2 separate regions of the Macaca mulatta genome follow, and region 1 is linked to region 2. A link is a contact called in public Hi-C data. All regions are on one chromosome and are shown on one strand. Each heading gives the region's core, a stretch centred on a gene start, on an enhancer-like site or on the middle of the called end of the contact. The rest is flanking DNA. Distances are from core to core; before and after follow the strand shown. Region 1 holds the start of RAB11FIP2 (RAB11 family interacting protein 2). Region 2 holds the start of EMX2 (empty spiracles homeobox 2).

Region 1 (6,276 bases), core at 1,010-3,509, 500 kb after region 2:
TATATTAAATATTAGGTAAAGACCTGATTTGAAATGAAACAAACTCCAATCAAGAGAAGGCTGAGAGCAGAAATGTATAGAACAAGAGACAGTTGTTTTAAAATGTAAAGAATTAACATAAACTTCAATAAAAATATCATTATAAAAAAGTTTTTTAAACAGTAAATAAATTCAGTTATAACTGAACGAAACACCCACACTATTTTGGAAATGGAAAGTACTCTTAGAAGTTCAACCAGTATTTTTCTCCCACTAATTTCATTAATATAATGTCCTTTTAAGTTGATGGAAGGGGTGAGTATACCCACCTCTAAAAGCATTTTTTTTTCAATTTAAGACACAATATCCTAGTGTTAATTTATATTATGATTTTTTAAATTAAAATATATCTAACTCAAGCTCAACAGTCATACTGAAAAGGCCACTGAAGATGTCATCAAATCATTTCATCACAAAAATTTATCATTCCCTCCAATTCTACAGCATTTAGTATGGTCTAAACACAATAGCTTTGGAAAACCAATTCTGAAGTAATACAATAACTCTGATGTAATTGCAAATTCAAAGGAAAATGTTAGTGCATTCGAAGTTGAGGATGTTTGTACACACTTTTAAAACTTTTTTTTTTTTTTCTAACAGGTATAGACTCCCATCAAGGCGTACTGACCTCGAAAAATGAGCTAAAATGAAAGCTGTGTTTATAACGTTGAAATGAAATACTGAGTTCTAAATCTGGTAATTTATCTTTCGACAGCTACAAAGTGTGACACATCAACATTACATTGCCAGATTTAATTTCTGATCTTCCATTTCATTGATAATTGTAACGTTTAAAATCCATAACAATTTACATGAAGTTCTAGTTGGTCAACACTGTGATCCAGTCCTCTTATACTGAAACAATGTTAACTTACTTAAAATCCACCGCAAAATATTCAATTATTTGACAGATGTTTACCTCAAACAGAAAGAATAAGGGATCATTAATGATTCCATTTAAAAAATATTTCATCACGAGTGCTACTTTTACTTCAGATTCATGCAAATACGGTGCTTAAAACTGGATCATATTTCAGTCCAAAAACCAACGCCCGAAGTATACGGATAATTTCCAAGAACAGAAAAACCATAAATAAGACATAAACTCCCCCAAATTCAAAATAAATTACATAACTTACTCTGTTTTCCTTCTTTGTTTGTCCTCAAAGATGTCATTGAGATTGATTGCCACCTGCCCTAAAAATTTATCCAGACCCACCAGGGACCTGTGCATAACTATAAGGAAAAGAATGTATTTCTCTGGATTTCCTTGCATTAGCAATCCAGGTAGCTCGAAAGAGGCCTCCTCCTTCCAAACTGGCTCAAGGGTTTTCTCAGCTACAGAGGTGGAGTACTTTTCCTTGCCCAGCTGAATTATAGTGTATGTGTCATTGGTGCCACTTTTGCCTTTTGGCTTCAGATCTTTGGCTTGGAGCACTGTGACCTGCACGTGGGTTGGAAACCACTTTTGGGCTTGCTCGGACAGCATCATCCTGTCCTGTTTCTCTGCATCCGAGTTCACAAGCACAGGCAGTGCCCCTCCCGGAGGGAGACCCTAATTCCTTAATCACTGCATCCTAAGGGCACTTAACGGAGACAGGCAGGCTCAGGGCTCCCCGACTTCCCTATGGCTGATGTCAAAACGCTTCGCAGGGGCAGCCCAGGGGCACAGCCGCTCCGGGGGTCCCCTTTCTTCTGGAGAAACACACAGGCCCACCATCACCTGGCCGCGCCGTGCAGGCCTCTGCGCGGACCCCCGCTCCAGTCTCCACCTTCCCCAGGCCTGCGGGCACGTGAGGCCTGGCCACCGGGACCTGGGCGGAGGGCTGTGGGGGTGGAGAGAGCCCCCCTCCCCAATCCTGCACCCCTGGCCTCCCGCCTGCCTCCTTGCGGCCGCGCAGCCTCCGCTGCCTCCGCGCCTCCCGCCCGCCCGGCGTTCGTCCACGGGCCCGGCCCGGCTCCTCCTCCCGACCCCGGTAGTACGAACCGCCGGCGGCTAACGCGGCCTCGCTCCCTCTCGCAAACCTTTCCCTCCTCCTCCTCCCCCTCGCCTCAGCTCCTCCTCTCGGGCGGGGGCGGGAAGCCGGGGGTGGAGTGGAGGCGGGCGGGGGACGCGGCCGCCCCGGCGCCGACGGGACGCGGGGCGGGCCGCGGGCCGCGGGCTGCAGGGCGGCGGGCGCTGGGTTCGGCCTGGCTGGGCCGGCGGCTCCTAACCCCGGACGGGCGGCTGCGGCGGCACTTCCGGGTTGGCCTTCTCCATGTTGGTCTCGGGAACGTGAAGGGGCGGGGCCTCGAGGTCAGGGGTCAGCGCCTCCCTGGTTGCCGTGGCGACTGGAGGCACGCGACGCGGGCGCGATGGCGGGGACTCTAGGCCCGGGACTTGATGCTGCTTGGGCCTGGCCCAGTGGCGGGTCCTGGGGACGTGGCAGAGGCCGGCAGGTGAGCCCTGGGGAGGGCTGGGGACCGCTCATGAGAGGAGGTCATCAAAGATCCGGAGACGCCCCTAACTAGGGCGTCTTTGAGGGCAGGGAATCTGTTTTCGCTGTGTCCTGGATTCCCAGTGCCTGGCACGAGCAGGTCCATAAATGGTGTTGGAACGAATTAGGCCTCTTCACTGACCGAAAGCAAACTTTTCTCCAACCTCGTATCCGCCCTTCTCTTTTCGAAAAGCCCGTAAATTGACTGAAAATGATATCTCCCACCCAGACGAAGGGCGATAGGGAAGCAAATAGTTTCCAAAACTAACACGGAGTAGAGATGTAGGGAGGCACTGGGCTGGCATCAGAAGACCTGGTTCCGGCCGCGCCTCTGCCGCTATCAGTGTGTGTGACCTTGGCCGAGTCATTTCACCTCCCGGAGTCTCAGTGTTTTCACTAGTAAAAAAGCCAGTTCTACATCATGTCTAATACTCCATCACGACTCTATGGGCTTGACGTCAAAAGGACCCCCGTGGGGACTCACACTGTGGTAGACTGTGCAGATCGTGTGGAGACCACGCCCCAAACATGGGTTTCGAGTTTTAGGAGATAATACATGTGCCTTTCCTAGCACAATGCGGCGCATAAATCTCCTTTTGCCCCTCTATTTCTCAATGGGAAGAGACACTTAGGTACTAGCCCTATTGCCTTTAATTCTGTCGTGTCTTACCTTCCCAAGGAAATTCTAAGTTTTGGGACTGCCTTGTCTATCATGCAGTCCCTTCATAGTGGCTAGCATGCAGCAGACAATTTATTGAATTACTTAATGCCTTTTTTCCCTTTACAAGACTAATTTTGAGAGTGAAAAAATATGATACATGTAAATGCACGTTTTTTAACTTAAATGGCCATAAACATGTAAAGTATCGTGTTTATTATTTTCAAGCAAGGTTTAAAACTTCTCATTCAAGGCAGAATTTTTCATCCCTGGGAGACAGTGTATGAAAAGGCCATGTGTGGAAAACAGAACAAAATCATCATACTGCGAATATAGCATCTGGATCCCAGAGTGCACAGTTGTCAACTTTAAAGAAAAATATTCTTAGGGATTTTTAAGCAGTCCATTGGAACAGTCAATGGTAGAATTTCACCAGGATCTCTAGGGAGAAATAATTTGACGCCTGAAACTTACAAAAACCAAATAAGCATCATGAAATCAAATTTAATTAAGTTTAGAGTTCTTATACAATACATTTTTAAAAGTCTTCATGTCTCTATTAAAGGTTGTAATTAAATAAACAATAGAAAATGAATTATAATAGTGGATGTGTATTTCTGAGGAGCTTAAATTGTTTGGTAAGCTTTATTAATGATTATAAACTTGTTTACAAGTATCATTTCACTCATCTCTGAAATATAGCCATCTCTAGGGTAGAAGTTGGCAGCAGTAGTTCACAGCAACGCAATAACAATACTCCAGCACAATTCAGAGAATACTCTAAAGGCAAGAGCTGAACAATTGGAACTACTAACCTCTCTTTCTGTAGCACCTAAATTTCTTTTGAGTTTTCCCAACACCTGGCTAGAGCCAAAATTGTTTAGTTTTACTGGTGAAATCAGAAGTTATGACTTAATATTTTTTAAGCCAGAATAATAAAATAACATATTTTTGCCCCTGGGGAAAGCAAATAAACAAACCAAATAAGCTAAATAGAATCTGGGATTGCATTATAAAAAGGAAATGACTTCCTATAGAATGTTTTCCTTTTTTGATTATATTAAGAGAATAAAAACATGACAGTTGAGTCGAAGATATGGTTGGCTTATAGTGAAAAATAATGGCAATTACCTAAGATCTAGGATCAAAGTGCTTCTCCCAAAATGTTTATTGCTTTACAGTTTTAAAAATTTTTACTAATTCTAAGATATACATGGACAACAATTTAAAAAGGAAAGGATTGCATGTGTAAGGACAACATACCAGAATTGAAGACAGTCACTTTTTAAAAAATTGTCCTATGACTAATGATATATCCGGAAATGTTTGGTACAGTTCCAAAATCAGAGTCTTGGGAAAATAATGTATTTTAGAAGGAAAATGCTGAACATTCTAATTTTAAACTGTTACAGTGCCTACAGCAATGAGTAAGAATGCTTTGACCAGAAAGTTAAAATAGTCAATATTTATTCCCCAGGAGTAGAGGATTTCAGAGATGAAAATATTTACTACATGTTGCTCCTTTCAGTCCCATAAGAAGACTTATTCTAAACATTGGGGGAGATTTTCCCTTTGGACAAAGGCATGTCTAAAATCACGTCTTGCAAATCTGTTGCAGAACAATTATAATGCTCTCATGTTTAAATAGCCCACTGGGTCAAGCATGTTAATGCTCCCATATATATTATGTAATGGATATTAATTATTTTCCAGATGGAGATTCAGAAACATAAGGACAACAAGAAACTTTCCCAAGGTATCATTACAGTCCTCAGACTTCAGACACACACACACGCACACCCCTCAAATATATACACAACTGAAATGTATATAAAATTCATATACATGTACATATGACAAAGCCCCAGAGTTATATTGGAGGGAGATAGATAGATAGATAGATAGATAGATAGATAGATAGATAGAGATAGATCAATCTCCGCATAACCGTTTGAAAAATGAAAGAGTATTTGGCAAATTGACTTGAAATTATTACGGCAATGAACTAGCATTTGGGGATTTTTGGTAATTTTTTTTTTTTTCATTGCTGAACTGATCAGTTTCTCTTCTGGGACTGAGCAGTGTGTAGATGCAGTTTGTGATGCCCAAGAAGTAATGTGGTATGTATTGTAAAGAGCTCTAGTCTGAAGCCTGGGTCTTAATCCCAGGTCTGCCTATTACTAGATACATTTCTTTAGGGAAGTCATTTTTCTTCTTTGGGCCATCTTGTAAAATGAGACTTTTATAGCAGCCACTAAAGGATCCTCTAACATTTAAAGATTCTACATAGCATAGCCACAACGCAAAGAAGCAAATTGTATTATAATTATCTAACTGAATTTGGTCAATATACTAAAGCAGATTTCCTTTTTATGTAACATATTAATAAAGAATTATCTAATTCAGGAGAAAAAAATTATTTTTCAAGATGTCCTGAGAGCTCTGTCTCCCAAGTAGAGGTAGTTGATAATCACAGAAAGCAAGTAAATATAAGTTTTATTAATAGGTCCTGCATGAGGCAATTGACACCAACAGCTCAAGGTTTGGAAGAAATTGCATGTAGATGTGAGTGGTTTTGAGAAGCCTTGAACTTTTTAATTGTAGTAATAAACATAACTTCCATCTGATTATTTGGAGCTTTTTTGAACTGTGAAAACATGCTGAGATTGGTAAGAATTTATGGAGCAAAATACACATTTGCATATAAGAAGGTTTCGTGGGGGAACATCTTTCAATTTCCTTTTCATAGTATCATAGTATTCTGTTGTATAATTTTTATTTCTGCAACAAAATGCATATTAATGCATAGAACACAAATTGATTTACTTTAACTGGTGTATGGTATTGGGTGAGATGAAGAAGCCCCATTTGATCTTTTCTCCTTCCAAAGGACATTTATTTCCACTTTTTCAATTATCATAAACAATGCTGCATAAACATCTATATATGTCTCCTATGCACATATGCAGGGATTTATTTTATTTTATTTTTTTACAGTTGACGATGAAATTATTGGGAGTTTGTGAATGACAGTATGGAACACCCGTGGGCCTGAGTATTAGACTTGAATTCTAATCCTGGTTCTACAAACTAAGGAGTTAT
Region 2 (6,143 bases), core at 307-2,806:
CACTGGGTTTGCACAGCAACCCCCCCTCCCCGGGACAACAGATGGCATAATAATAATAGAAATAATAATAATAAAATAATAGCATCCATAATAATAATAACATTGACCACAGTAACAAAAATACGTCGGAACCATAATAGTACGGTAGCACCACATCAGGCTCTCCCCTGACCTCGGACTACCGCTCCCAGATATTCCAGAAGGAATTGTTTTGGGGAAGGAGGTGAGCACCCTCCCAGACAGAAAACGCTGGAGACCGTGGGGCGAGAGCGGGAGCGAGTTGGAAGCCCACTGCTTCAGCGGGGTCGGCAGCTCCCGGTCTCAACTCGCAAACGAACGAGCCGGGTCTAGACTCGCGAACGCACCGACCCTGGGACCTCGAGGCTAAGCGTGGTTGGTGGGGTGGGAGGACCCCGCACCCCCCACTCCAGGATCCCTCCTGGCCTAGGAAATCGCTGGGAGTTTTGCTAAGGGTGGGGATTGGTATAACCGAACAGCGCCTTTAGCCCAGGAACCAGCCCCCGCCCGCTTACCCTCGCGGTGCTCCTGGGACGATCCCAGTTCCCCCGACGCAGGGCCGCGTAAGGCAGCCGCGCCGGAGCGCTAGGCGAAAGGAATCTGTTTGTCCGTCTGTCCTACCAGCTTGGGCTCAGCAGGCTCCGGATTCAGGGGGCCGCAGCGGAGGCGGCGCCGGCCAGGGACTCTGCAGGGACCGGGGTGCCCCGGAGGGAGTGGTGCTGGTGGAGGAGGAGGCGGTGGCTGAGGGGGAGTAGGTGGGGAAAGAGGAGGAGGAAGAAGAGGAGGAGGAGGAAGAAGAGGAGGAGGAGAAGAAGAAACCGGAGGAAGAGGAGGAGGCGAAGGAGGAGGAGAAGCCGCAGCGGGCGCCGCAGGAGCGAGTGAGCTGGGAGCGAGGGGCGAAGGCGCGGAGAAGTCGGGCGGCCCGGCGGGCTGCGGCAGGCTCGGCCGAGGCGGCGGCGCCGACTCCGTTCCACTCGGCCGGGATCCAGGCCTCCGGGTTCCCAGGCGCTCACCTCCCTCTGACGCACTTTAAAGAGTCTCCCCCCTTCCACCTCAGGGCGAGTAATAGCGACCAATCATCAAGCCATTTACCAGGCTTCGGAGGAAGCTGTTTATGTGATCCCCGCACTAATTAGGCTCATGAACTAACAAATCGTTTGCACAACTTGTGAAGAAGCGAACACTTCCATGGATTGTCCTTGGACTTAGGGCGCCCTGCCCGCCTTTTGCAGAGGAGAAAAAACTTTTTTTTTTGCCTCCCCCGAGAACTTTCCCCCCTTCTCCCCCCTGCCTCTAACTCCGATCCCCCCACGCCATCTCGCCAAAAAAAAAAAAAAAAAAAAAAAAAAAAAAAAAAAAAAGAAAGAAAAAAAAAAGAAAAAAAAATTACCCCAATCCACGCCTGCAAATTCTTCTGGAAGGATTTTCCCCCTTCTCTTCAGGTTGGGCGCGTTTGGTGCAAGATTCTCTGGATCCTCGGCTTTGCCTCTCCCTCTCCCTCCCCCCTCCTTTCCTTTTTCCTTTCCTTTCCTTTCTTTCTTCCCTTCCTCCCCCCACCCCCACCCCAAACAAACGAGTCCCCAATTCTAGTCCGTCCTCGCCGCGGGCAGCGGGCGGCGGAGGCAGCGTGCGGCGGTCGCCGGGAGCTGGGAGCCCAGGGCGCCCGCTCCTCGGCGCAGCATGTTCCAGCCGGCGCCCAAGCGCTGCTTCACCATCGAGTCGCTGGTGGCCAAGGACAGTCCCCTGCCCGCCTCGCGCTCCGAGGACCCCATCCGTCCCGCGGCACTCAGCTACGCTAACTCCAGCCCCATAAATCCGTTCCTCAACGGCTTCCACTCGGCCGCAGCCGCCGCCGCCGGTAGGGGCGTCTACTCCAACCCGGACTTGGTGTTCGCCGAGGCGGTCTCGCACCCGCCCAACCCCGCCGTGCCAGTGCACCCGGTGCCGCCGCCGCACGCCCTGGCCGCCCACCCCCTACCCTCTTCGCACTCGCCACACCCCCTCTTCGCCTCGCAGCAGCGGGATCCGTCCACCTTCTACCCCTGGCTCATCCACCGCTACCGATATCTGGGTCATCGCTTCCAAGGTACGTGCCACGTCGCGGAACTGCAGAGCGCCGTTCCCGCCGCATCCTTTACTGCCCCCGGCCTGCTCCGGGTGGGCGCTTGGCAAGGCCTGGGCGGAGGTTTCTCCGGCTTGCGGGCCAGCGCGCCCTGTTGGGAAACTAGGCGGCGCGGGGCCGGTGGTGGTGTGGATCCCCAGTCTCCTAAGCTACGACCGGTTTGAAGTGATAGCCTGCGGTCTGCTTGACCCTTTGGGAAGGGGTGCGAATGGAGAAGTTGTCCCCCAGTGCGCTTGTATCCGAGCAGGCTGTGCGTGCCCGGCGCCGCGGGGCCCAGAGCCTGCGGGGTCCCCAGGCTCCTGGTACCATCGGCAATGCCCCCAACCGTCCTGGCTCCGAGGGGCGCGGACAGGACTCGGCCGCCAGGCTTGCTTTCGACTGCGTTCGACCCTGTTCACCACTCACTTTGCGCCCCTTCAGTCCAGACCCACCACTTCTTGGTCTTCCACCCTCTTCTGGAGGCGAGAGGACCCTCGCGCCCCCGGCGAAAAGTATGGGATTTGTTTTTTCTTTCCTGCTTTTCGGAGGCCTGGGGAGGGGCGGGAACCCGTGCGGGAGGAAAGCTCCAGGGCTCGGCGCTCTCGCCGCGACCTGCTTAATTGGGGCGCCGAGCAGCCACAGCGGGAAGGCAGGTTCGGTCTGGTTTTTGTTTTTCTTTCTTAAAAAAAAAAAAAAAGAACCTGGTCAGAAACTGTCTTAGAGGGAAATATCTGTTCGCGTGTTTTCATTTATTGAGATTTTTGACTTGTTTTTCTCTGGGTACGGGGTGGGAGGAGGAGAGTTAAAACTTCAGAAAAAGGGATAGTTTACCGATCGGAGTCGGTGAAAAATCTACCTCCGGCGGCAGCCGATCAATACTCCAATACTCCGCGGCTTGTCCATTCATTAACCCATTGCGTTCCTGCCGGAGCCTAGAGTCGGGTAGATGTCACCCCCCTCCCCATATTTAAAAAAATCAAACCAAAGGAAGAAAAAAAAGAAAAACCTTTTACCCTTATTCCCGAACTAGATTTGCCTGCATCCTGCCTGGGCTGTCGGTTTGTTTTTCTTTGTTTGGGTTTTCGGTGAATCGATTTCCTATCCTAATGAGTGAACCCAAAACTCTGAGGCTTTGCTCGAAAAGTTTAGGGTTGCCCTTCCTCATTCTCTATCAGTCATGCTCATGGTCCCCCCACCAGACCCGGAGCCGCTGGGATCTTCCTGCGTTTCAGACTGTCCCGGCGGTGTCTGCAACTCGGTAACCCCCCCCCCCGGGTTTCGATCTCTTCGCTCGCGTTTCTCTTCTAGTTCTCCGGAGCCGGGAGCCCCGGAGCCCAGTTCTCGAGAGGCAGCAGCGGCTGTAGCTGGGCGCACCCGCAGGCGAGATTTCTGTCCCGATCGGGCTGCAACGACTCGCTCCGCCTCTGTACTTTTCCGGAGGGGCAACAAAACAAATAATTTAAAAATAAATCTCCAAGAAAACTCTGGAGAGCAGCCCGCCGCCTTTCCACCCTGGGTCAAAGTTCCCCGAGAGGTTAGAAAGGAGAGAAAGTCGTTTCTTCGGGCTGTGGGCGCCAATCCCCCGGCCAGGCTCTGCGGCTCCCTCCCCTGCCCACAGCGCCAGGCGAGGAGGTGGCGAGGCCCGCGGCGCCAGGGCGGCTGCGGAGCCGGCCGAGGTCAGGAGCCTGGGGGACTGGTCCCGCCGGGGCAGCGGCTAGTTGGGTGCCGCACAGGTGGACACCCAGCGTTGCGGGCCGGGCAGCTGAGCCGGCGTTCCCTTCGTGAGCCCTTGGGAGGACCACCGACCCCCGCAGGTCGAGCGGCGCCAGCTATGCGAAGGCCCTGAGCGCGGTGACTGGCCAGCCCGGCTCGGGAGAAGTGCGCGGCTCGGGTCAGAGCAGCCCCCCTAATGGGATTTCTGCTGTGCTCCCCGCAGGGAACGACACTAGCCCCGAGAGTTTCCTTTTGCACAACGCGCTGGCCCGAAAGCCCAAGCGGATCCGAACCGCCTTCTCCCCGTCCCAGCTTCTAAGGCTGGAACACGCCTTTGAGAAGAATCACTACGTGGTGGGCGCCGAAAGGAAGCAGTTGGCACATAGCCTCAGCCTCACGGAAACTCAGGTGAGTGCGGCCCGGGCGCGAGGGACCCATCTGGGCGTGCGCCCCCACCCCAAATCTGGCTCTCAAGCACACCCATGAGCACGGAGCTCTGTGAGGGCCTTCCGCACAGGTCCTGGTAGCTGGTTCCACGCCTGGGCTCGGGATGTATGTCTCAAGGTGCTTGGCTTTGTTGGGTTCCAGAAAGGGGCTGTAAGTGCCAACCTGCCCCAGGTTCTGGGGAAACGCGCCGAGTTGTTTCTCTGTCCAGTTGGACATGTCCTGGCTAAGACATCCCTGCATTTCTGGTGAGACTTTTGGTGAGAGTGTGAGGACCCTGCTGGGGTCCAGGAAGAGGGAGAGCACAGTGGGGTTTCTGGGTGTTTGGGGCTGGAGACTGGTAAGGACAGGATGTGGGTTAAAGATGAGTTCTGAGCGACTACCAGCCCATGGCTCACACCGTCGGCTCCAGTGACTTCGCTGAAGGAGATGGGCGATCAGAAGGTGGAGGGCAAGCGTCCTGTGTGTACTCTACATCAGAGAAATAAAGCTGGGAGGCTGCAGAGAGAGGGTCTGCCTCAGGGCACAGGCCTTCTGCACAGCAGGGTCCCTGGGCGGGCCTGGCTTGGGCTTATCCCAGGGTGGGGAGGGGGTTTAGGACTACAGTAGGCGCTACTGTACACGGAGCCGCAGGGTGGGGTCAAAGTTCCCAGCAAACAGTAACGTTTTTGGGCAGATTAAGTTGTAACACTTTTCCTGGGCAGCGCAGAGAGGTCGAGCCTTTTGTTTTAAAACATGTTCCCCACCCCAAAACCGAGGAGGGCCTGGCGGGTTTGTGCGGAGCCCGGCACAAGGCGCGGCCCGGCTGATTTCTCCTGGACAGCCGAGGCGGCGGTGGTCTTTGTCCGCCTCGCTGCCCACGCTGCCTGGAGTCTTTGTGTGCGTGTCAAGCCCCGAGCGCACCGACGCGCGCCTTGGGCCAGCGCCGGGGAGAAATGAACCGTCCTCCCCCTCAATTAGCAAACTCAAAGCAAATTAAATTCAGCCTTGTTCCCGCTCAGCTTTTTCACGGAGCACTTTGGGGGACTGAGGCTTTCCGGGAGAGCAAGACGGACCGACCAGCGGCCTCAAAGGAGGGAATGGAGTGGACCCCAGGGGTCCAGGGACTGGCACTGAGCTAGGGTACTGTTATCCAGATAGGATAGGAGTTGTGGGGAGATGGTATCAGAGGTGCAGTCTCTGCCATCTCCCTTACCTGTACCCCCCTGCTGGGAAGATTGGACCTTGTTACTGTCTGCTGGCTGAATGAGGTCCCACCACTCAGCTTTCCCAGGGGCCCATGGGATGGCAGCTGACTCCCACCTCATTGCTCCTAAGACCTCTCAGAGCCACTCTGGTTAGGCCCAGCCTCCAGCCCCACCCTGGTGGGAAGTGATGGGACTGGGGTCCGAGGCTGTGTGACCAACAGCCTGTTCCGGGGCTGCTTAGGAGGAGGGAAGAGGGAGCTTGCTGTCATCTCCCCTCCTCTTAGTTTCTCTCTTACTTTCCGTGTAACTGACGGTCTTTCAGAAGCTTTCAGTTTTGAACCCATTTTCCTAGCTATAAAGGTACAGCTGGGTTGGTCTGGAGGCCTGCACACTCCATGCCCCTCCTGGCCTCCTCCAGCCCTATCCCCTTCCTGCTCACCTGTGAGAATCCCCCGCAGGGAGGATGCAGCGCAGGCAAACCCTGATCGCCTACCCAGGGCCCCCGCCACGAAGAGAAGACGCTATATTTAGGAAACACTGCCCAGATCAGCAGAAAATAGAAAGCACATTGGGCCCTGAGGGAAGCTGCAGCAGCGGTGGACTGAGGTCTCCCTTGCACTGGCTTGCTGGAGGGAGTTAGGGACATGTCTCTTTTTATTTTTAATCACTTACTATTTTTG

The links. Hi-C and Micro-C count contacts between places; a contact is called where the count stands out from the background.
Region 1: a Hi-C map of fetal cortex germinal zone shows a contact between it and region 2, with 4 times the contacts expected there. The contact joins the promoter of RAB11FIP2 here to the promoter of EMX2 in region 2. A contact is called at or near these places in 5 of 14 Hi-C or Micro-C datasets (fetal cortex germinal zone, fetal cortical plate, fibroblasts and 2 more).

Annotation. Positions count from the first base shown.
Region 1 is chr9:130,141,006-130,147,281 of T2T-MMU8v2.0, forward strand. RAB11FIP2 (RAB11 family interacting protein 2) reads right to left here and starts at 2,260. Exons shown (of 5, transcript XM_015148284.3): 1 at 1,179-2,260. The coding sequence starts at 1,531. It overlaps LOC100423190 (protein CASC2-like), which reads left to right and starts at 2,379. Exons shown (of 5, transcript XM_028826909.2): 1 at 2,379-2,478. The coding sequence starts at 2,423.
Region 2 is chr9:129,641,194-129,647,336 of T2T-MMU8v2.0, forward strand. EMX2 (empty spiracles homeobox 2) reads left to right here and starts at 1,557. Exons shown (of 3, transcript NM_001266139.1): 1 at 1,557-2,104; 2 at 4,056-4,240. The coding sequence starts at 1,699. LOC107000288 (a long non-coding RNA gene) reads right to left here and starts at 733. Exons shown (of 5, transcript XR_013398425.1): 1 at 534-733.